Linked DNA regions of Ovis aries: region 1 is linked to region 2. The links are chromatin contacts, called in public Hi-C maps. All regions are on one chromosome and are shown on one strand. Each heading gives the region's core, a stretch centred on a gene start, on an enhancer-like site or on the middle of the called end of the contact. The rest is flanking DNA. Distances are from core to core; before and after follow the strand shown. Region 1 has its middle 16 kb from the start of DYNC1I1. Region 2 overlaps ASB4 (ankyrin repeat and SOCS box containing 4).

Evidence for each region. A called contact is a pair of places that touch in the nucleus more often than the background predicts.
Region 1: a Hi-C map of tail adipose tissue shows a contact between it and region 2, with 13 times the contacts expected there. The contact joins two enhancer-like sites. A contact is called at or near these places in 11 of 16 Hi-C or Micro-C datasets (hypothalamus, liver, mesenteric adipose tissue and 6 more).

What each region holds. Positions count from the first base shown.
Region 1 is chr4:13,787,204-13,791,197 of ARS-UI_Ramb_v3.0, reverse strand. No RefSeq gene overlaps it. Among named protein-coding and RNA genes, the nearest start is that of DYNC1I1, 16 kb to the left of the region's middle. Within about 2 kb of position 1,612, at least 10 of the 54 cell types and tissues checked have an H3K27ac peak or open chromatin away from gene starts, as enhancers often do.
Region 2 is chr4:13,584,840-13,589,302 of ARS-UI_Ramb_v3.0, reverse strand. ASB4 (ankyrin repeat and SOCS box containing 4) reads right to left here. Exons shown (of 8, transcript XM_060414490.1): 6 at 1,467-1,957. Among named protein-coding and RNA genes, the nearest start is that of PDK4, 91 kb to the left of the region's middle. Within about 2 kb of position 2,097, at least 7 of the 54 cell types and tissues checked have an H3K27ac peak or open chromatin away from gene starts, as enhancers often do.

The sequences.
Region 1 (3,994 bases), core at 363-2,862, 200 kb before region 2:
TCCTCTAGGTGGCACTGTTAACCACAGGATGTTTCTTTCCAGCCCTGCAACTTGATCTCTTAAGACTGGAAAGAATCAGATATTCTAGAAGATGGAGTCCAGTCTACACACAATGCAGTCTAAGGACCCCCGCTCACAGGTTTAGAGTTCTGTATCTCCAACATAGAAGTTAGGGTTCTTTTCAACTAAAATTTTATTCACCTCATTTTTTAATAGCTTGTACTTTTATAGGTTTCAAAAATTTAAATGTACAAAAAAAATCTTATTTGAAAATAAACTCTTTATCCATCTATGTAGCATTTATGGTAGCATTCTGTTTTAGGTCTATTCTTCTAGAGATGTTAATATATATGCAACCAAATAGAAACACATTCTTCTCCCCATCCATTTTTAATGCCAGTTATTCACATTCATTTGCCTGTTTCTTTGCTTTCTTTTTCTTTTACACAGCTATATATTACGGAGTGCTTTTCATAAGCGGTTCCTGAAGAAATTTATTCCTTTTAAGAGATTTCACATCCTCCACTGGGTGGATGAAACGGATTCTCCCTGGAGGAACATTTAGTTTGATTCCTATTGTTTGTATTTCCAAACAATGCTCCACTGAATAACCTTGTCCCTGCCTCATTTTGTGTGGGAGGCTATATATCTGTGGGACAAGTTACACAATAGCATAATTACTGGGTCAAAGGATATATGTATTTGCAGTTTAACAAATATGCCTTTTATCCGCTTTAGGGAAGATTAAACTCACTTTCTCACTAGTACAATAATATATTTCCTCTCAGTTTGACCAACATAATATGTGATCGACTTAACTTTTATATTTTGTCATTGCAATAGATGGAAACGCTATCTCATTTTAAATTCATAACTTTATAACGGAGTGAAGTTGAGTAGCTTTCAATAGACAGCCTTAGAAATGATTAGGGGTCTTTCAGTTACAAGCAAAACGAAAACATAAGCCCCTCCATCTGGCTTTAGAGAAAGGAATTTACTGTCTTTACAACTGAAAAGTTGGGGGTAAACTCAGAGGTCCCAGGGTGCCTGGATACAAAGGGTCCGAACGCCCTCACTTGCTTTCTCTCTCTCACTTTTCCCCTTTTCTCTACCTCCCTCTCTCCAGGCTCCCTTCCTTTGCTGGCCAGGGAGGCTCCAGAACTGCACCCTCATCTCTTCTCCTGTGGGCTGCATTTATTTAGCATCTAACCTCCTGTGGTTGCAAGTTCAGAGGCCTGGGGTTGTCAGAAGCATTGAGCAATCATGGACCATTTTGGGGGGCAGCACTCTTTAAGTGACACAAATTCACTTAAAATATTAGTAAGCAACAACATGACAAGGTCTAAGTCGTCCACATTTTACAAGTGAAGAAACTATGCTTTTTAAAGATATAAAAAGATATGAAAGATATAGCTCTTTGCCTAGAGCTACCCAGTGAATGATAGGGACAGTATTACTATCCAGGTGCATCTGACAGTGAATGTCCAGTGATTAGCTACATGCTTTTGTTCAGGAGCTCCAATGGAAAAATCAATCACCACCTCAATCCAGGCCCATCCATTGACTCCGAATAAACAAAAAAAAGAAAAACCGAAATGGAAAATTCTGGATGTGTCCTGTAGGTGCCACCATCACCATGGGCTATCTCTTTTCCACTGTGTAGCACGGATCTCTTTAAGGCTGAAATTCTAGAAGATGGAAGAAAACTGCTCTTTATATTTATGCAACTGACATTTTGCACTGGCATCTCACATATAATTTAGAATTCTGGATCTCCGCTATGTTGTTATTGTGTCTTTCTTTCTAAAAAGTATGCACTGAAAATATTTGTGAAGAGTTTATGTAGTTCCAAAAAAAATTTAAATACAGTGGAATAAAATGTATACAGTGAAAAAAATCTCTTTCCCCATCTTATCCCTTAAATTCCATGTTCCATTGCCCCTTCCTCATGGATAACTACAGTTTTATTTTTCCTGAGACAACCATGTACATGCAAGCCAATAAGAAAATATATTTCCTTTCTTCTCTGTTTATATATGTATTATACAAATATTAGCACTTAAACATTTTCTCTTAACGTATGTTGAAGATATGTTCATATTAGCAAAAAGGAAATTCTTTTACAACTTCATATATTCCCCTGTATAATTTTACCTTATTTTTCATTTATCCAGACCCTATTGATGGACATTTATATTGATGTTTTCCTGTTACAAACAATGCAGTAATGGATAAAAGCTTCTTCGTTGTAAATGTATAAAATAGTTGTAGAATAAATCCTAGAAGTGAAATTGTTGAGTTAAAAGGTAAATGTATTTGTAATTTCAGTGAACATTTCCAAATTGCCTTCCACTTGATGGTATCATTTTAGCACTCCCACTAACAGTCCTTGCTCCATAAATTGGACAATTACAGTGAATTATCCAGTTATTGGACATTTGCAGGTCTGATAGGTAAAAACTGGTATATTTGTGCAGTTGTATTTCTTCTATTTCAAGTGAAATTAAGCAATTTTTCATCGATGAAAACCCTGTGTGTTTAGTTGAGTTTTTTTCACTTTTAGAAAAATGTGAGGTTTAGAAATCCCAACTCATAGAAACTGAAGCAAGAGGAAGAAATCTGTATTCACATAACTGGACATGGATGTTCTTGGATTTCAAGATCTCTTACTCTCTGCCCTCAATTCAGCTCAGTCAGTCATGTCCGACTCTTTGCGATCCTATGGACAGCAGCATGCCAGCCTTTCCTGTCCATCACCAACTCCCAGAGCTTGGTCAAACTCATGTCCATTGAGTCGGTGGTGGACCATCTCATCCTATGTTGTCCCCTTCTCCACCTGGCTTGAATCTTTCCCAGTATCAGGGTCTTTTCCAATGAGTCAGTTCTTTGCATCAGGTGGCCAAAGTATTGGAGCTTCAGCTTCAGCATCAGTCCTTCCAATGAATATTCAGACTGATTTCCTTTAGGATTGACTGGCTTGATCTCCTTGCAGCCCAAACAACTCTCGAGAGTTTCTCCAACACCACAGTTCAAAAGCATCAGTTCTTCGGTGCACAGCTTTCTTCACAGTCCAACTCTCAACATCCATACACAACTACTGGAAAAAACCATAGCTTTGATTAGATCAACCTTTGTGGGTAAAGTAATGTCTCTGCTTTTAAATATGCTGCCTAGGTTGGTCATAGCTTTTCTTCCAAAGAGCAAGTGTCTTTTAATTTCATGACTACAGTCACCATCTGCAGTGATTGTGGAGCCCAGGAAAATTAAGTCTGTCACTGTTTCCATTGTTTCCCCATCTACTTGCCATGAAGTGATGGGACCAGATGCCATGATCTTCGTTTTCTGAATGTTGAGCTTTAAGCCAGCTTTTTCACTCTCTTCTTTCACCTTCATCAAGAGGCTCTTTAGTTCCTCTTCACTTTCTGCCATCAGGGTGGTGTCATCTGCATATCTGAGATTATTGATATTTCTCCTGGAAATCTTGATTCCAGCCTCTGCTTCATCCAGCCTGGCATTTCGCATGATATACTCTGCATAACAGTTAAATAAGCAGGGTGACAATATACAGCCTTGCCATACTCCATTCCCAATTTTGAAACAGTCCTTAAGTTCTATGTCTGGTTTTAACTGTTGCTTTTTAATCACATACAGATTTCTCAGGAGACAGGTAAGGTGGTATTCCTATCTCTTTAAGAATTTCCCACAGTTTGTTGTGATCCACACAGTCAAAATTTAGTTTTGGCATAGTCAATAAAGCAGATGTAGATATTTTCTGGAACTCTCTTGCTTTTTCCAAATTCAACGGGTGTTGGTAATTTGATATCTGGTTCCTCAGCCTTTTCTAAATCCAGCTTGAACATCTGGAAGTTCTCAGTTCATGTATTGCTGAAGCCTCACTTGGAGAATTTTGAGCATTACTTTGCTAGCATGTGAGATGAGTGCAATTGTGCAGTAGTTTGAACATTCTCTGGCATTGCCTTTCTTTGGGATTGGA
Region 2 (4,463 bases), core at 848-3,347:
TTAGTGGGACTTCTCTTCCAACTAACCTTCCCACTGCAGGACTTCAGACATTTTACCGAGGTAGGAGGTAGAAGCTGGCTGTGAATTTGGTAAAACTTCTGTCAGCTAGCTTTCTGTGACCCTGCATTCGTGAGCACATAAAACTCCTCTGCAGCCTGTCAATTCTTTTAGATGAGTGGGGTCCTAGGTACGTTATCATTCAATTTATTTTAGGTGAAGGGCATTTTGGTTTCTAAATTAAGCACCATCATCAACTTAATGCTAAACTCTCTCCCATGCGCTATAGAACCCTTCACTCCTCTATTTTGTCATTTACCATGAAATATTAAAGTTACCTCTTTATGTGTTTGTCTCTCCAGCTAGATCCTAAGCTAACTAAGAGTAGTGACCATGTGTTAGTCTTGCCAGTATTGTTAATATTTGGTCCCTACTAGCCCATTAGACAGAGAAGGCAATGGCACCCGACTCCAGCACTCTTGCCTGGAAAATCCCATGGACAGAGGAGCCTGGTGGGCTGCAGTCCATGGGGTCACCAAGAGTCGGACATGACTGCGCGACTTCGCTTTCACTTTTCACTTTCCTGCACTGGAGAAGGAAATGGCAACCCACTCCAGTGGGAGAATCCCAGGGATGGGGGAGCCTGGTGGGCTGCGGTCTATGGGGCCGCACAGAGTCGGACACGACTGAAGCGACTTAGCAGCAGCAGCAGCCCATTAGAAATTATCAATAAATACTATTAAAATAAAGGTTGTGTAGTATATTACAAAATTAAACACTAGCACCAAGTGAACTAAGGTAGAATACCTACAGCGCCACTGTGTGAGATCAGACAAATTGCTTAACTATTCTGTGCCTGAGCTTCCTCCTTTATAGAATAGGTATAATAATATAATCTACCTTATCAGATTATTACAGAATTAAATGAATTAAATTAAGAAATGTAAGATGATTTATACGTGTGCTTAATAAACATAATTTTTCTATAATAAATATTATTAATTCTTAATAAATGTTAGTTTTCATTAAACTAGAAAACTGAGCCGCCCTTTCATATATTCAAACCAGTTCCAAAGCAGGCTCTGTCATCTATAGAGCAGACATCTGCGGAAGAGACGCTCTTCCACATGTGGCGCCATTTGCCGCTTCTGCAGACGATCAGTATCCTTCTGATCTTGTTCATTCAGTCCCCCAGGAAGCCACTACCAGTTCACTGGTGTTCACATAAGCCATGGAGAATTACCTGCTATTCTTGCTCTTTTTCTGCTCTCAGCCCAGATTTCAAACAAACATGGACTAGGCTGAGATAGCTAGGGGTATATAACAAATGGAAGTTCAGATTGAAGGTCAGAGGCAGTTAGCCAGGCCTCCAACAGGCTTGAGTGACTTGGCGATTTCAGACTGAGCCACGCTCTGAGTCCCCATTACCCTGCTGCCCATCGGCCCAGCTCCCCACGCGGCAGCCTCACCTTATGGAACTGTGGCGGGTATATGCGAGCAGCCCCGTGGTTCAGCAGCAGCTGGTAGCAGATCTCAGGCTGCGCGGCGGGCCGCACGGAGGTGACCTTCAGCACGTACTGGATGGCCGCGCAGCCGTTGATGTCCATGAGGTTGGCCTCTGCGCCAGCCTCCAGCATCATGTGCATGAGCACGTGGTCGCAGTTCCAGGCTGCCTTGTGGAGCGGAGATTTAAAGTCGTCATCCCGGGCGTTGACCTCCGCCTTGTAGTCCAGCAGCATGCGGCAGATGAGGTGATGATCCCGGCTGTATTCCTGCTCTTTGAAGCGGAGGGCCCAGTAGGTTGCGATGGCCAGTGGGGTCTCCATGTGGGCGTTCACACTGTCCACGATGGCCCCGTGCTCCACGTAGAAGGCCACCAGCTCAGGGAGGCCGAAGTGGGCAGCGGTGTGCAAGGGCGTCTCCTCATCCTGGTTGTTGGTCTTCATGTTCACGTTCGCCCCTAGAAAGGGAGGTTGAAGCAGACAATTATTTAAACATATTTTCCCATTACTCACAAGGCTCATTAAACAGGCCTTTTCTCGCTGCTTCCGACTACCCATTTTTCCAAGTTCCATTTCTGGACCCCATGGGAGCCACTGCTTTGAAACGACAGTGCCACCTTCTGGGCAAGCAGTAAATATATGGGGTGATGGGAGATTGGGACCGTGCGCTGCAGCATTGCCGGTTGAGTTCTAGTTCCTACTCCTAGGTGGATTGGCAAATACGAAGTGATTCTGATAACCAAATAGCTTTTATCTATTTTATCTTTTATCTAGCTTTTATCTAAAATAGCAAGTACTAAAAAATAAATAAATAAAGGTTATATCACAATCTTTGAGGCTTATATGTTGTATGTGTGGCTTTAAAAGTCATCAATTTCTTGATGAAATTTCTTAAACATCATGTCATTTTTTTTTTCTTCCCAAGCAGCTAAACCTGAAAACTTGGTACAAGGGAACTTTAGTGGTATAGAAGTTCAGTCTTCTGACTGAACACTGACAACATCAAGCCGCTGAATTCTATGAGGCTCCTTTGGAACGCAACTGGAGCAAAAATAAATACTCTAATGACCAAACTAGACTAAAGGCCACATTTTGAAAGGAAAATAATAGAAGCTGGGAAAATAAAACACGCATCGAAAAAAAAAGAAAGACTGTTAACGTGCAATTTATCGTCGACAACGGCTATTTAGAAATACAAATTATGAGTGCTTGGAAATCTCCTTAGAAATTACTTAATCCAATCACTTATTTAACAGACCAGGAAAATGAGTAAATTTTATTTTTTTCTGATTGGAAAGTTAAGTACTAGAATGATCAATCTGAGAAACTGAAATTTTCCTTCTCATCCTAGTTTAATTGGGGTAAGCTAAATGACCTGGGGATCTACTCTATAATCAGTTTTATTGGAAATGTTTATAGTCACTTCAAGGATAAATCTGGGAAGACTTATATCATTATTATTATTAAGGTAGCAACTAATATTTATTAAGCACTTGCCATGTACAACATTCTGGGCTAAATGCTTTTCATATTCCTCATGGAATCTCCCTAGCAACTCTTCGCAGGAGGTGCATTTTTATCCCAGTTTTACAGATGAAGAAAGTTGTACTTAGGCTAATACCTATTCCAGGCTAAGAAGCAATAGAACAGAAGTTTGAAAGCAGACAGCCTGGCTTCATAATCTCTCACCACTGTGCCATTCTACCTCATTAATTTCTTTACAATTTTTTGTTTGCTTTGCTGTCTTTGGATATTTGGAAACTTGAAAGCAACAGAGAAGTCATGTTGCATTTTGTTAATTTAAAAAATCTGTTCTCCATGTGTTGCTCCTGTATGCCGTTTTTCACGGCATCCTCTGACCATATGGAACACATTTAAGAAAGGGGATACTCCTACCAGCTTGCCTGCTGTCTAATACAAAATCCACCCCCTAGTGAGGTTTCTGAAAGCGCATTGTTCTGTAAAGCCTGAGACTGTCTCTGCTCCTAACTTCAGACAGCAGAATTATAAGCAAAGATGGTCCCTCATGAAGATCTGCCATCCATGTTCATCAGGATTCCACCCTGGAGCAGCTCTGGGTCAGAGCTTTCTGGTCAGCCTTTCTGTGCCCTAGAGTGAAATGAAATGAATGTCTTCCCAGAAGCCGGTGCAGGGTCACTTCAGACACTGGAGAATTTCCAGTAAGAAAGGGAATCAGAGGGTCAGGGTGAAATTTACAGGCCAACCTGGAACAAACCACATCCTTTATTTTTTAATGCATTTGGACATTTACAATGGATCCTTGACCTCTTGCTACAACTAAATACACTGCATGGTTTGTTTTCCTGAATCGGAGAGCCTTGTTTTTATATTTGAATTGTGTCTTTGAGTGAACTTTTTCAGGAACTACACATAAAGTAGAATGATTTGACTACTTCTATTTAAAATTTTGTGATTTATTCAAGAAATTAGAGACCATAAATTCTTGGGAATGTAAAAATATATACATCTTTAATGTGAAAATGTGTACTGGCTTCCTAGAGCTGCCAATCAAATGCCACAAACTAGGTGGCTACAAACAACAGAAATTTGTACACGAGTCTAGAGATCAGAAGTGCAATTGAAGAGTCGGTAAAGGTGGCTATTTCTGAGAGAGTTTAAAGGGGGACTCTGTCTCGTGCCTCGCTCTGAGCTTCTGGTGATGGCTAGCAATCCTTGGTGTGCCTCAGCTTGTGAATGTACCCTCCAGGGGCCGCCGCCATATTCACGTGGTCCTCTCTGTGTCTTCACAAGGCTGTCTTCTTACAGAGACACCAGTCGTACTGCAACAAGGGCCCGTGCTGCTCCACTCATCTTAATGAATTACATCGGCAACAACCCCATATCCAAACAAGGTCACACACTGACCTGCCAGAGATGAGGACTTCAGCATATCTTCTTTTTAGGGGGCCAAACAGGGGACACAATTCCACCCATAATATATAA